Regions from separate parts of the Zea mays genome. Here region 2 is linked to region 1. The links are chromatin contacts, called in public Hi-C maps. All regions are on one chromosome and are shown on one strand. The core of a region is the stretch at or near the end of the contact, and the rest is flanking DNA. Distances in the headings are between cores, read along the strand shown. Region 1 holds the start of LOC100384632 (Microtubule-associated protein 70-1). Region 2 holds the start of LOC100281584 (BRASSINOSTEROID INSENSITIVE 1-associated receptor kinase 1).

Region 1 (7,271 bases), core at 2,574-5,073:
TGAGAGGAATGACGCATATCACCATGAACCAGTTTGGATTCATGCCTGGAAGATCAACCATGGAAACAATTTTCTTAATAAGGCTGGTCATGGAGCGATATAAGGAGTAGAAGGACATGCACATGGTTTTTATCGACTTGGAAAAGGCCTATGATAAAATACCTAGGAATCTCATGTGGTGAGCATTGGATAAGCATCAATTCCCAACAAAGTACGTTACGCTCATCAAGGACATGTAAGACAAGGTTGTGACTAGCGTTCGAACAACTGATGGTGATACAAATGTTTTTCCGATTAACATAGGACTACATTAAGGTTCAGCTTTGAGCCCTTATCTATTTTCCTTAGTGATAGATGAGGTCACGAGGGATATATAAGGAGATATCCCTTGGTGTATGCTTTTCGCTGACGATGTAGTTCTAGTAGATGAAACCGAAGAGTAAATAGAAAGCTAGAGTTATGGCGTCAGACCTTAGAGTCAAAAGGATTTAGAATTAGCAGGATCAAAACCAAGTATATGAGATGTGACTTTGGTACTACAATTAGTGAGGATGGAGCTGTAAGTTCGGGAGGCCAGGTAGTACCGAAGAAGGACACCTTCCATTATTTGGGATCGATGCTACAAAGAGATGGTGATATTGATGAAGATGTTAGCATAGAATCAAAGCGGGGTGGATGAAATGGCATCAAGCATCAAGAGTCCTATGCGACAAGAGAGTGCCACAGAAATTGAAAGGCAAGTTCTACAAGACAGCAACATGGTTTCAAAGGCGTCGCCTAGGCGACGCCTAGGCGTCCAAAAAAGTCTAGGCGTCCCCATCGCCTAGCCAAGAGTCAGCAAGAGACGCAAGTGGGGAGGGGGGAGAAGCCTAGCAGAGACTTTGGGGAGCGGGATCGTCGGCGCAGAGCTCGGGGGAGTGCCGAGCTCGGGGGAGCGGCGGGGCAGAGCTTGGGGGAGTGCCGAGCTCGGGGGAGCGGCGGCACTGAGACTCGGGGGAGCGCCGAGCTTGGGGGAGCAGGAGCAGCGATGCTGTGATGTGGACAAGCAGCGATGTTGTGACAGACAGGAGCGGCGACGGTGAGATGGGGGCAACCCTAACCATCAGGGAGGATACATGGGCTGCCTGGTGGGCTGGGCCTTCTCTTCTACCCCTTCCTTCTCTTTTTTTTTCTTTTTCCCTTTTTCTTTTTCTTCCTCATCTATGCTGATGTTATGTCGTTTCTTCAATTGGTAAGGCATCGCCTTGCTCGCCTTAGTAAGCGCCTAGGCGTCGCCTAGGCGTCCAGGCGGTGGCCCAACGTCTTGTCTCGCCGTACCGCCTTAAGAACTATGGACAACAATTAGGCCTGCTATGTTATATGGGGTTGAGTGTTGGCCTACTAAGAGATGATATATCCAACAACTAAGTGTCGCAAAGATGCGTATGTTGTGTTGGATATGTGGGCATACAAGATTGGACCGAGTGAGAAACGATGACATACACGATCGGCTAGGAGTAGCGCCAATTGAAGAAAAGTTTATTCAACACCGGTTGAGATGGTTTGGGCATGTCTACCGGAGACCCCCAGAGACACCGGTGCATAGAGGCATCATAAGACAGGACAATAATGTGAAGAGATGTAGAGGTGACCAAACTTGACATGGGAGGAGGCAATCAAAAGGGACTTGAAGGAATGGAATATCTCAATGGAGTTGTGTTTGGATAGAAGTGCTTGGAAAGAAGCTATCCACGTGCCCAAACCATGATTAGGCCTTTTTCCTTTTAGTGCTCTCAAAAGCTTTTCCCCTCCCCTTTCTCTTTCTCCTTTTGGTGACATCTTGTTGGGTTTCAACTCTAGCCTACCCCAACTTGCTTGGCACTAAAAGGCTATGTTGATGTTGATGTTGGCAACATAATATGTAAATTGCAAAACCAGCCTACAAGTATGTGGATTTTAAACCTTAGATTGGTAATAATGTGAAGGTTACCTGTACATATGCTATGACTGAGTTGATTGGATTCATCAGAATCAATGAAGGGAAACCAAGCTCCAAGAAATATATTTGGGGATCTAAGAATATTGTGGAAATATGATGATACAGCAGAATGTGTATGCCCAAGTGTTCTCTTGGTCATATTCGCAAAGTTTCTGGGTCGACACGGTCGCAGAACATGGTACATTACTTATGGGAGATTTTTACACTTCAGGTCGAAAATGAACCCGTGAACCTGGGTCAGGGTCGACAAACTGAGGTCGAGGGTCGAAGGCATCGAACCTGTTTTATGTGACTACGCTCTTGGTATGAGCCTATGAGGTTAGTTAGAAAAAAATGTATGAGTTTGGAAGAGGACCATGGTAGTTTGAGGCTGAAGAAACCATAGTAGAACCTTAAAAATATCTTAGAAGCAAATGGCTATGAGTCGTAACAACTGTTAAAAAAGATACAAGCACTAGATAACTGTACCATAGGGCCATGACATCAGGGTCTACAAGATCCTGAGCCAATATTTCCTAAACAGAATTTGGTTGTGTTGACCAGATTTGGCAAGCATCTGCTTTCCCATAGAAATTCAACAAGGTTCCTTGCCAAGTGAAACCTTAGTGTATTCTCTTGACAATGTTCGAAAGCCCATGGATTTATTGGTGACAAACATCTGGAAATGTTAATTTCTCTAAGATTTGGTGTGCTATATTTTGCTTCAAACCAAATATCCTATAATAAGACCATAAAAGGGCACCAAGGCCTGAAGACCACATGATGGAAAGCCAATCCTGCAGGTAACAAATTAGCTCCAGAATGTAGGAAAATGAAGAAACCAGTTAACATGATCACAACGTTGTCTCAAGACTGGCAAGAAATTTCTATCCTGCAGTGACACAAGCTAGGTCAAAAGTCAAAGCTACCAAACTGAGTAAGACAATTCACTATTGCTAAATGTCGAAAACATCCAAATCTTTGGACTCAAAGTCAAACTACAGTAAGGCACAACTAGCTTTGTCTTTTATCCTTTTCTTCTTTTCAAGAATCTGGTCAAACCTAGCTCGCTCACCACAAGTTGGCTATTTTCCACAACCAGCACCACTTCGAGATGCAATCCCAATGGAATAGACATCCCTAAAATAGAAACAGATGATTCTTCCTTTTTCTCTCATCAAGCTCCTTTTGGGGGCATTTCTCTCCCTCGCTCTCAAGGGATTGAAGACTATATTATCCACATGGTAGCACGATAGATTGTACTAGAAAGCAATTGGGAGATTACCTCCTCGACGGCCTTCTCCCGCGCCCTCTCCGATAGGCGCAGCGCGCGTATCTCCGTCTGCGCCTCCCCAAGCTCCCTCTCCTTGTCTGATACCAGCAAAAATCGCAAACAAATAAATCCTCTCCACGACAAAAACCCTAGAAACCGCTGCCATGAGCAAAATCAAAGCACGAAATCAACAGATAGATCATGAAACCCACCCCTGAGCTCGTTCTCGAGGCGCGTGAGCTCGACCCTGACGGGATCCGACCCGTGCATCAGCGCGATGAACTCGTCGGCGTCGAAGCTGGCCCGCACGGGGCCCCTCCGGCGCGCGGGGCCCCTGGGCAACGCCACATTCCCGTCTTCGCCGCCGTCGGTCATACCAGATCTGAGCCCCCGGCGCCGTACCCCAGCTCCCCAACCCGCCTCGCGCCCGCCGGCTTCGGGGACACCGGCACTGCGCCTCCAGCGCCGAAATCGAGCAAGATATTCCACCCCCTCCCCGGCCCCACCGGATCAGGGAAACCCTAGCTCCGGCGCCGCTCCTCCGCCTGCGTCACTGTGCCCGCGGCTGTGTGCGAGAGTGCGTGTTGGTCTAGCCAGTAGCAGCTGCGGCTGTGTGCGAGAGCTGTTGGAGTCTTGGACTTGGAGATAGCGATTTTTTTTAAAAAAAAAACTAGGGTGGCGAAGGGGGAAGAGACCGGACGGGTTGAGCTTTTTGGATTTATCAAGTAGGGCCCCGCGTTTCTGTTTTCAAGATTTAATATTAAAAACAGTTTAGATAAATCTTATTTTATAAAATTTATTTCAGACTATAAAACTTTCAGCATTTTTCTCTAACTATTTATATAATGACAGCTTATTTAATACTGGAACGGGCCGGAAGCGGGGGAGACGGGGGCCTGTTTGGTTCAGCTTTTTCTGACCAGCTTTTCTGAAAATCTGGCTGTGGGGAGAATCTGGCTGTAGGGGGAACCTGAGTATCATTACGATTACGTGTGGAAGAAGATAAAGTTGTTTATAGGGCTCAGGATCTAGAAAGTGACAGATTCCTACTATTACAACGACTCAACCGATTATGTGTTTATATTGATTTTGGATGGTTTTTGCCCCAACGAATTTTATAGAAGCTGACTGAAAAGCTGAGTGTTTGGCAGTCTGCAGCAGTTTTTGGTGGCCGGAAGCTGCCAGAAGCCGAAACAAACAGGGCCTAGATGTGGCGGGGTAACGAGGAGGAGAGACGAGTAATGAGTGATAGAGGATAGAGGATGATCTAAATAATATTGTTCAATAGATTTAAATGAGTAATGGAAAAATGGTTATCGGAAAAATGATTCTCGTTCTTTGAGGTTCATTGGTCAGTGACCACACCGAGGAAAGGCCTCGGGGGTCGCTAGTTAGTCAGAATAGATAAGCAATGTCTACCTAGAAGAAACCGCCCCAAACAAGCCCCGCGACACCAAATCCAAGGTTCGCATGCCGAAGGGAAATCACTCGAGTAGATTCTGTGCCTGGCTCGAGACCGGCCTATCATAAATGACCGACCACATAAATGCGCCTAGCGTCGAGCAAATGCGGAAGCGCCAGTCTGCCTCTCACTCATGACTTACGAACGTAGAGCACTCATGACCTACGAGCCACTCGGACTACAACGCATTTATGGCTCGCGCGTCCTCCAGCCAGCAACGCACTCATGACCTATCGGGACTAGGCCTGACTGCGCAGGCCGCTGGTAGGGCACAACACGATGAGCCGCATGGAGCCCCATGCTACGAAGACCAGGAGTCAGCATAGCCTAAATGATGGCGCTCGGGCCCATGCTACCCACGTCGTTTGTAATAATGAATACTGGATAGCCAAGCGACCGCAAGCATGTGTGGCTTTACCCCATGGTAAGACGTCCGTTTTACCATGACCCAGTCGACCCCCATACTTAGCCTATAAAAGGAGGAGGCTAGCCCCCGGACTCGGAAGGTCCCTTCTTTTGGAGGATCGGAGAGCGGACCATTGGATCTCGGAAGAGACGAGACGACGCCTAGAAGACCGACGAACATGAGGAGGACCCGAAGGCCCAAGCCCCGCTGCCAAGCCAAGACTTAGCTAGTACTCCACCTTGTAACCACCTCTCCTACGAATAAGAGACTTGGGAGCCTCTCCTCCCTCTCTCGCCTGCCTGTAACCCCTACTACGAGATTTGATCATAAATGGTGTCGGTAGCGCAAGCCACCGATGATTGGATGTAAGGACATTCTGCCCGAACCAGTATAAATCTTGCGCACACCGCGCACGCCGTTCGGAGCCCGGAACGCGCATAATAAATTTACTTGTCAGAGCGAGATTCGAAACACCAACGGTTGGCACGCTAGGTAGGGGCCTTGCGCATTCCACGACGAAGTTCTTCAAAGCTCCGGATGGCTGGCAACGCCGTTGACGCGGTCAAGACCCCCGGAACAACCATCCGTTTTGGGAGTCTTGATTTCATCATCAACATAGAGGAAAGAATGGACCGGTGTGTTATCCTAGCCCGGTTGGATTGTGATATCCTGGCCCAAGGCTTAATATGATACTTATACCAACAAGGTGCATCTTCTTTTCGGAAGTCTATCTTGAAAGAACCTCTGGGTTAAGCGTGCTTGGCCCATAGCAATCTTGGGATAGGTGACTGACCAGAAAGACTTCTCGGTTGTGCATGAGTGAGGACAAAGTGCGCACAAAAAACTTGTGTTGACCTGTGGGATGGTCTATGGTCCTAGAGGGCTGTCAGGAGTAAGTATCATCGGTCTGGAATCAGAGCCGACCCTCGCGTTTTCACGGCCGTGTGTGGGCTAGGGTTTGAGTATATAGCGCATGGTGCATGTGGGCCTAGAGTGGTCACATGGCATGCCATATGACGACACTAGACACACAAACGTGACCAAGAGGGAAGGTTCATGGCTTGGGGTTGACCGACGAGGACGTCGATCATCTAAGAGGGGTGGATTGTGATACCCTAGCCCAGTTGGATTGTGATATCCTGGCTTAAGGCTTAGTATGATACTTACACCAACAAGGTGTATCTTCTTTTTATGAAGCCTGTCTTGAAAGAACATTTGGGTTATAGGTGTACATTCGGGCCACCCGGCCTGACCCAAGCCCGAAAAGGCCTGCCCCGTTTGAATTTCGGGTCGGCTCGACCCGTATTTATTTTGGGCCATGTCGGGCCGCCCCATGGGCCTAGCCATCGACCCATGGCTTGACACATAATTCCTTAAACATGCTAGGATCATTTCGGGTGGCCCAAAATTATAAAAAGTCCGAAATTCAATTTCTGGCTAGAAATCCACATCAGAGTCCGGAATTCGCATCAGAGCCCAAAATTCAAAATAGATAAAATAAAAGACAAGACAAATAAATTTGACAAAAATCTTAATATTTTTATTAAGTTGCTAGAGCTATGCAATAACTACCTCGTTAAAAAATCCTTTTGTTAGAAGGAAAAAGAGTATAACCAGTGTCATATAAAGTTTGTAAGTTTACCTCATTGTCTAATGTTCATAACAAAAGTAAAATTATATCACATACTCTGATTCAAAGCTACAAAAAACATCTAATTAGCATCATATCTAGCTTTGTGTTCTTTTTATCAAATACATGAAAATATGGAATAGAGTGCGGTTTTAATAAATATATGGGCCTTTTCGTGCCTCTATATGGGCCATTTCGTGCCTGTCTTAAATGAGCCATGCTCGTCTGTGGCCTGCGACCTCGACCCAAACTTGCCCCCATATATCGGGCTGTGTCGGTCCGGTACTAAAATATTTCAGGTCGTGTTGTGCCTGAGCCATGCTTTTTTCAGTGCTTTAGGCTAGCCCATCAGGCTCGGGCCAAATGTATACCTATACTCTGGGTTAATAGTGCTTGGCTCAGAGCAATATTGGGATGGGTGACTGACCGACAAGTCTTCTTGGGTGCGCATAAGTGAGGACAAAGTGTATACAAAAGACTCGTGTTGGTCTGTTGTAACATCCTGACTTTCGGGGTATAAAAATTTATTTGCTATATACTCAA
Region 2 (7,271 bases), core at 2,520-5,019, 250 kb after region 1:
GACTTGAGGATGGCTAGTGTTAGCCATAGTCATGTTTTTTTTGTTTCATCGAGCTATTTCATTATACAAGTAACTTGCATAACTGTTCATTGATTCAATAAGTATCATGTAATGGTTGTACGCATCACAATACAAAAAGCCGGAACTTTTGTTTCTATTATAAAAAAATGCAATTGCATATTTCGATTCTATGTTGTGAGTCTCATGAAACACTCAGGTCTTTGAAACGCATGCTCGAAAAATTGAATAAATTTGAAGGCTCGGCAGAATGTTTCATTTATGTCAAAATCAGCTAAGGACTCTGATGAGATTTCACTATTTCAGAACCTGTTGCACTCTGAAATGAACAATGAAAAGCTCTTTTTTACTTGGTCTTATTGTCTCGACTACTAATTCTGTAAATATCCAAATCAGTACAAACCTCACACGCTCTTCTTTTTGTACAGTTAATCTAATACACATCTATAGCTAGCTATTCTAGTATGGTAGTCCACACAGGATTCTCGGTCCTTAATATGCATGCTGTACAAAGTGCAAACTGGCGGCGGCGTCGTCGTCATCATCATCTCGGGCCCGACAGCTCGACGGCCTGCACCAGCAGCGACGAGTCGTCGGTAAGGTCAGAGTAGCAGCGGCTGAAAGTGAAGTCAGGCACCTTGAACTCGTGCGAGTCCGCGCTCTGCGACTGCGAGTGCGAGGCTTCCCACCGCTCTGCGAGCCCTTCCCCTGCTTCCAGCATCCGGACCACCTCCGACATCTTCGGCCGGTGGCCGGGAAGGTACTGCGTGCACAGCAGCGCTACTCGCACCATCTCCTCTAGCTCCATCTTGTCGTAGCCGCCCCTCAGCCCCTGGTCCACCAGCACGTCCAGCTTCTTCTCCTGGTGCGTCTTCTTCACCTGATGAATCAAACAACGAAACCGATCGACATGACTCTCGTTGTTCCGTTCGATGGGTTAAAAAAACACGCATGACCTGTAGATTAATTTTTTTCGGTTTCGTATACCCAGTCCAGCATGGCTCCCTTCTGGTTTGCCGTCTTCCCAAACTCCAGCGCCGTCTGACCGGTGACGAGCTCCAGCAGCAGGATGCCGAACCCGAAGACGTCGGTCTTCTCCGACGACTGGCCAGTGGAGAGGTACTCGGGCGCGATGTGGCCGACAGTGCCCCGCACCGCAGTGGTGACATGGGAGTCCCGATGGTCGAGGAGTTTAGCGAGCCCGAAGTCACCGACAATGGCCTCGCAGCAGTCGTCTAGCAGGATGTTGGCAGCCTTGACGTCCCTGTGTATGATCTTGGGGTCGCACTGCTCGTGCAGGTACAGCAGCCCCCTCCCTGCCCCGAGAGCTATCCTCTTCCTCGTCACCCAGTCCAGAGGTGGCTTCCCTGTAGGCGTAGCGATCATTGTGGAATAAAGTGAGGATAGGAATCGTATGCTTGTGGTACTGCTAGCTGTGCCAACATTTGTCAACTGGAAGGAAGAATAAGGAAGTGCTAGCTAGAATCCGATTCCAGTCACTTTCCGAAGAAGAAGAGAGAATCTGTTCTGCACTACTGCAAGTTCACATTGGAATCTTGAGAAGAAGAAGAAGAAAAAAAGCTTACCTTTGAGGCGCGACGCGACGCTTCCATTAGACATGTATGGATAGACCAGCAACCTCTCTGTGGCGGTCATGCAGAACCCATAGAGCCTGAGAAGGTTTCTGTGCAGTGCCAGGCTGATCATCTCGACCTCGGTTTGAAACTGGGCCTCGCCGCCCGCGGCGTTGCCGTCCTTGAGTCGCTTCACGGCCACAAGAGTTCCGTCAGGGAACTGCCCTCTGTAGACGTATCCAAAGCCACCTTTTCCCAGTATGTTCTTGCTGCTGAAGTTGCCTGTCGCAGACTGAAGCTCCCTGAACTGGAACCTCTTCACGTTCCCGAGGCTAACGTTCTCCATGTGTTGATCTGCATGTGGCCAGCCAATCCATTCCGAGAGCAGTTTCATCATTAACTGTTAACCTCCCAGCAGGCTACAAAATGATAGAGCCATAGAGGGAGGTCTCCTTACCATCGACATCAAAAAGGACCTGCCGGTTTCTACGATGCCTCCACCAGAACAGAAACCCGGCAGCGAGGACGAGGAGGCCGATGCAGCCAATTGCGGTACCAAATGCAATTGCAAACTTATGGCTTTTAGACATTATTGCCGGAGGCAGTGAGCTGTTGAGGTTGTATGGCGGCATTGGGGCAGTCCCATAGCAATCTCTCTCGGCGTTGTTGGTGCCGCAGATGAGAGGATTCCCAACTATGCTGCAAGAACATCAATGGAAGAATAGCCTTCAATCTAACATTTCATGTTCAAGTGTCATATTCGTCGGATGTGAAATTTATATTATGAAGTGGCAGACACAAAATTCTAGCCTTACTTGAATGTTCTTGCCAAAGATCCCGGCACTGGACCACTCAGATTATTATATGACAAGTCTCTGAAAGACACGGTGGTGTACAGTGAGAACAAACCCAAAAACAATATAATAGCAAACACAAATTAAACAGTGAGAAACTATACTCACAGGAAAACAAGCTGGGACAAATTAGCTGATGCTGAAGGGAATGGGCCAGACAGGGTGTTGTTGTTGAGCCTCCTGGACATGGCAACAAACCCAGGTTATCATAGCTGGAGAAGAGAAGTACATAATGAGAGGCTTGCATGCACTCACAAGTACTGCAGGCTCTCAAGGTTGCCCACAGAAGTGGGGATTGCGCCATACAGGTGGTTGCTAGAGAGATCAAGTGTCCTGAGCTTTGTAAGCTTGCCGATCTCTGCTGGGATTAGGCCGGTGATGTTGTTGTTCTGCAGGAGACTGCAGCAGCAGGGAAGGGAAGCAAACGATCAACCTCGCTCCAGCCAAAAAAAAAAAAAAAAAAAGGAACCACACCACACGTCCATGCACACTGACTGAAAGCAGAAACGCGAGAAGGAAGTAACACACTCACATAGTCTCAAGATTCGTCAGGTTCCCTATGCTTGGGGAGAGCAGGCCAGAGAGGTTCTGACCTGGGACCTCCCTGCCAAACGATCAAACAGCCACAAACATCGGTAGTAAGAACACATGGACACGGGGAATGAGTTGTGCAGATGGGATGGGAGATCGATCGAGGGAGTGGAATGATGCTTACAGTCCGGTGACGAAGTTCTCTAGCGAGCAGCTGACTGTGGTCCAGCTGCAGGGATCCACGGAGTCCTGGTCCCAGTTCTTGAGCACGCCGTGGGGGTCCTTGAGCGTGTTCTTGATCGTCATCAGAGCTTGCACTGCACAACATCATACACACATATACCAGAGAATTAACCCAGTGAGCTGAGGTCCCACCAATGCAACTAAGAAGCAACGCGACGACGAAGACAGCTGACAGTGAGTGGAGTCCTTGATTTTCATTTCTATTCGCCGTCGAAAACAACGATTCTGTTTGAGGCAAACGAAACAGAGATAGAAACTGGTACTGCTGTAGTCGCAGAGTACGTGAGGAAACAGGAAAGAAGGAAAAGGAGAGAGAGAGATGACAGAACCTTCAGGGTTGACGCCCTTGGGGGAGAGGAGGGCGCTAGAGCTACAAGGGGAGGAGACGATAAGCAGCAGCAGCAAGAGTAGCATCACAGGAGGGGAGGGGGGAGAAGAAGATGGTGGCGCCTCCTCCATTGCCGAAGGGAGGCAGCTAGAGGTGGGTGGAGCTGGAGCCAAGAGAAGAGAAGAGAGCGAGAAAGAGTGGCGGCCGGTCCTCCTGCGTGCAATGTGGTGTGGTATGTTCAAACATGGAACAAGCGTGAGGCCAAGCAAAACATGCAAACGCAGTGCAGGTGGGGGTGCGGTGCGGTGCAGTGCAGAGGGCAGGGCAGCCTTCTCTCTCCCCCACGCCACAGTGAGTCCATACAGAGAGAGTGGGAGAAAGGCAGCTAGGCAACCAAAGCCGAGCGAGATGGCAGTGGCACTGTGGGGGCAGTGCGCAACGCAACGCAACGCACGCAGAGACAGACAGAGACAGGACACACAGGCAGCCCCCCTCCCTGGGGCCATGTCAGTCAGAGGCAAATGACACAAAAGAAGATGCCTGCGCTCCGGCAGGAGCAGGACGCAAGAGCACAAAAGCAGGGGAGGGTAAGCCAGGAACAAACACGCCTGCCACCTGAAAACTGAGATATAATACAATGGACGATTTCTTTTCAGTCCGAATTTTTTTACTCCTTTTGTTTATGTGTCTTTTTTTTTTTGTCTTCTGAGGAAGACGGAGAGGAGAAAAGGGAAATGTGAATTAAATACGCTCCATGTTTCTAGGAACACAAGGTCATGTCAAGACAAAGGAGAGAAGACCAATGGAAGAGTTTTCTTTTTCAGGCTCGACTCGTTTCCTTTTTGTTTCTTTTTTGTATATAGGGAATTCCAGGCCTCAACGGAAGCCCCGAGAGAAAGAAGAGAAAAAAAAATGCACACATAATATTATTGAAGTGTCAGCTTGACTACCATTTTCTACTAGAATAATAAGTAATAATATCTAATAAATGTATAAACTTGTAGCACTTCTCATGATAAATCATCACATGAATTTTTGTTTTCTAAACTAAAAATAAAAAGCAAAAGCGTCAAAACTTCAAACAGATTTATGTCAAAGCATCAAGTTTTAGGTACAAGGAAAACAAAGACTATTATGGCTAGTTTGGGAACCCCATTTTTCCAAGAGAAATTAGTTCATTATTTTTTTGAAAAAATTGGAGTTCTCCAACCCTTAGACTTTATTTGGTGTGGATATTGGGCTGGAGGAATTGAATTGAGTGCCAATACCAATTCGGCTTTACAATGAAAAATAGGTTCAATACTAAATCGTAGATAAAATTGGTAGCTAGAATAAAGTAAGCTTATAATACCAAATTATGTTTGGTTGTACATACATTGAAATGACCAGCTCTCTTCCTCTTTTTCTCTCCTTGCACATGAGATCTCCGCTAGGGCTCACCCTCGACGAGATCTCCTCAGCTTGCCCTCCCTCTCCAGCCACCTCTCTGCTTGAGTATTGTGTCAACCAGGTCCCTTCCGCGTCTTAAGATCACATAGAGGGGTGAATAACTGATTCTACAAAAATAGCTTACAACAATACAAACTTGGTCTAAAAGTTAAAGCTAATGCAAATTTAACCAAGTTCGAGAGGAGAGAAATAGAGAGATTCTCTTCACTTGATTGCTCTAACAAGATATGGATCTAAATTTAGAGTTCTCAAAAAATTCTAATTTTTTGTATGTTAGTTTAGCTAGAAAAATGTCTGTGTCAAAATTAGAGACATTTTATTACTTGTTGATAAGTTTTTATAAAAAATGTACAATTGATTTAGTTGGTAATTAGAAGAAAGACCAATTAACTTACTTAATAAAGTCAAAAAAAATTAATAGTTTATTAATAGTATTATTTAACTCTAATAATATTTTTAGAATTAGAAGATAAAAACGAAAGAGACAAAAATATTAAGGGGTTGCTTGGTTTGCTGCCTAAAGCGACACAACATGTCTAACTTTTCTGCGTAAGGTTAGGCAAACTGTGGTGCCTTGAGTAGAAAACCAAACATGTTGTAAGCTATTTTTATGTAGTTTATATTTTTAGTAATTATCTATTAGTCCTCAAATTTTAGAAAAAATAGAGCGAACATAATATATGCTATTTTTCAAACTAGGTGAAGTTTCGGCCGGTAATTACTGAACGATCTTCAGTAATTATCAGTAATAACTAAATGGTATTCAGTAATTATAGGTAATTACTAAAGATGGTTCAGTTATTACTAGTTGGATAAAGTTTCACTTAGGATAACAAATAGCGCTAGCCACGGATATAATATATATTTGTCGGGGACCATAATTAGGGGTACCCCCAAGACTCCTAATCTCAGCTGATAACCCCCATCAGCACAAAGCTGCAAAGGCCTGATGGCTCAGTCCACTCAAGGGACACGATCTCGCCTCACCCGAGCCCAGCCTCGGGCAAGGGCAGCCGACCCCGGAGGATTCACGTCTCGCTCGAGGGCCCCCTCAAGCAACGAACACACCTTCGGCTCGCCCGAGCCCCAGTCTTCGCCGAGAAGCAACCTTGGCCAGATCGACACGCCAACCGACCGTATCGCAGGAGCATTTAATGCAAGGATGGCCTGACACCTTATCCTGACGCGCGCTCTTCAGTCGACAGAGCCGAAGTGACCGCGGTCACTTCGCCGCTCCACTAACCGACCTGACAAGAAGGCAGCGCCGCTTGCGTCGCTCCGACTGCTGTGCCACTCAACAGAGTGAGGCTGACAGCAGCCAAGTCCAGCCTCGGGCGCCATAGGAAGCTCCGCCTCGCCTGACCTCAGGGCTCGGCCCCGTCTCGGCCTCGGACGATGGACTCCGCCTCGCCCGACCCCAGAGCTCGGACTCAGCCTCGGCTCCGGAAGACGACGAATTCCGCCTCGCCCGACCCCAGGGCTCGGACTCAGCCTCGGCTCCGGAAGACGACGAATTCTGCCTCGCCCGACCCCAGGGCTCGGACTCAGCCTTGGCCTCGGACGACGGTCTCCGCCTCGCCCGACCCGGGGCTCGGACTCGACCTCGACCTCGGAAGACAGACTCGACCTCGACCTCGGAGGAGCCTCCGCCTCGCCCGACCCAGGGCTCGGACCGACCACGTCACAGGGGGGCCATCATTACCCTACCCCTAGCTAGCTCAGGCTACGAGGAACAAGACCGACGTCCCATCTGGCTCGCCCCGGTAGACAAATAATGATGGCGCCCTGCGTGCTCCATGACGACGGCGACTCTCAGCCCCTTACGGAAGCAAGGAGACGTCAGCAAGGACTCGACAGCCCCGACAGCTGTCCTTCCGCAAGGCTCCAGCGCTCCTCCGACGGCCACGACATCACATGAACAGGGTGCCAAAACCTCTCCGGCTGCCACGACGGCATGTACTTAGGGCTCTAGCTCCTCTCTGCTAGACACGTTAGCACACTGCTACTCCCCCATTGTACACCTGGACCCTCTCCTTACGCCTATAAAAGGAAGGTCCAGGGCTCTCGTACGAGAAGGTTGGCCGCGCGGGAGAACGGGCCGGCGCGTAAGACTCCCGCTCTCTCCCACGCGGACGCTTGTAACCCCCTACTGCAAGCGCACCCGACCTGGGCGCAGGACAACACGAAGGCCGCGGGTTTCCCCTTTTGCCTGTCTCCTTTTTCCCCCCTTCGTGCTCCGTCTCGCGCCGACCCATCTGGGCTGGGACACACGGC

The links. A called contact is a pair of places that touch in the nucleus more often than the background predicts.
Region 2: a contact with region 1 is called in a Hi-C map of ear, with 3 times the contacts expected there. The contact joins the promoter of LOC100281584 here to the promoter of LOC100384632 in region 1. A contact is called at or near these places in 5 of 25 Hi-C or Micro-C datasets (ear, leaf and tassel).

The regions. Positions count from the first base shown.
Region 1 is chr6:126,496,943-126,504,213 of Zm-B73-REFERENCE-NAM-5.0, forward strand. It overlaps LOC100384632 (Microtubule-associated protein 70-1), which reads right to left and starts at 3,824. Exons shown (of 11, transcript NM_001177125.1): 1 at 3,443-3,824; 2 at 3,243-3,328. The coding sequence starts at 3,605.
Region 2 is chr6:126,750,800-126,758,070 of Zm-B73-REFERENCE-NAM-5.0, forward strand. LOC100281584 (BRASSINOSTEROID INSENSITIVE 1-associated receptor kinase 1) reads right to left here and starts at 3,770. Exons shown (of 10, transcript NM_001154503.3): 1 at 3,550-3,770; 2 at 3,162-3,294; 3 at 2,979-3,050; 4 at 2,702-2,845; 5 at 2,555-2,626; 6 at 2,408-2,467; 7 at 2,050-2,291; 8 at 1,605-1,946; 9 at 1,006-1,385; 10 at 226-898. The coding sequence starts at 3,679. The coding sequence ends at 563.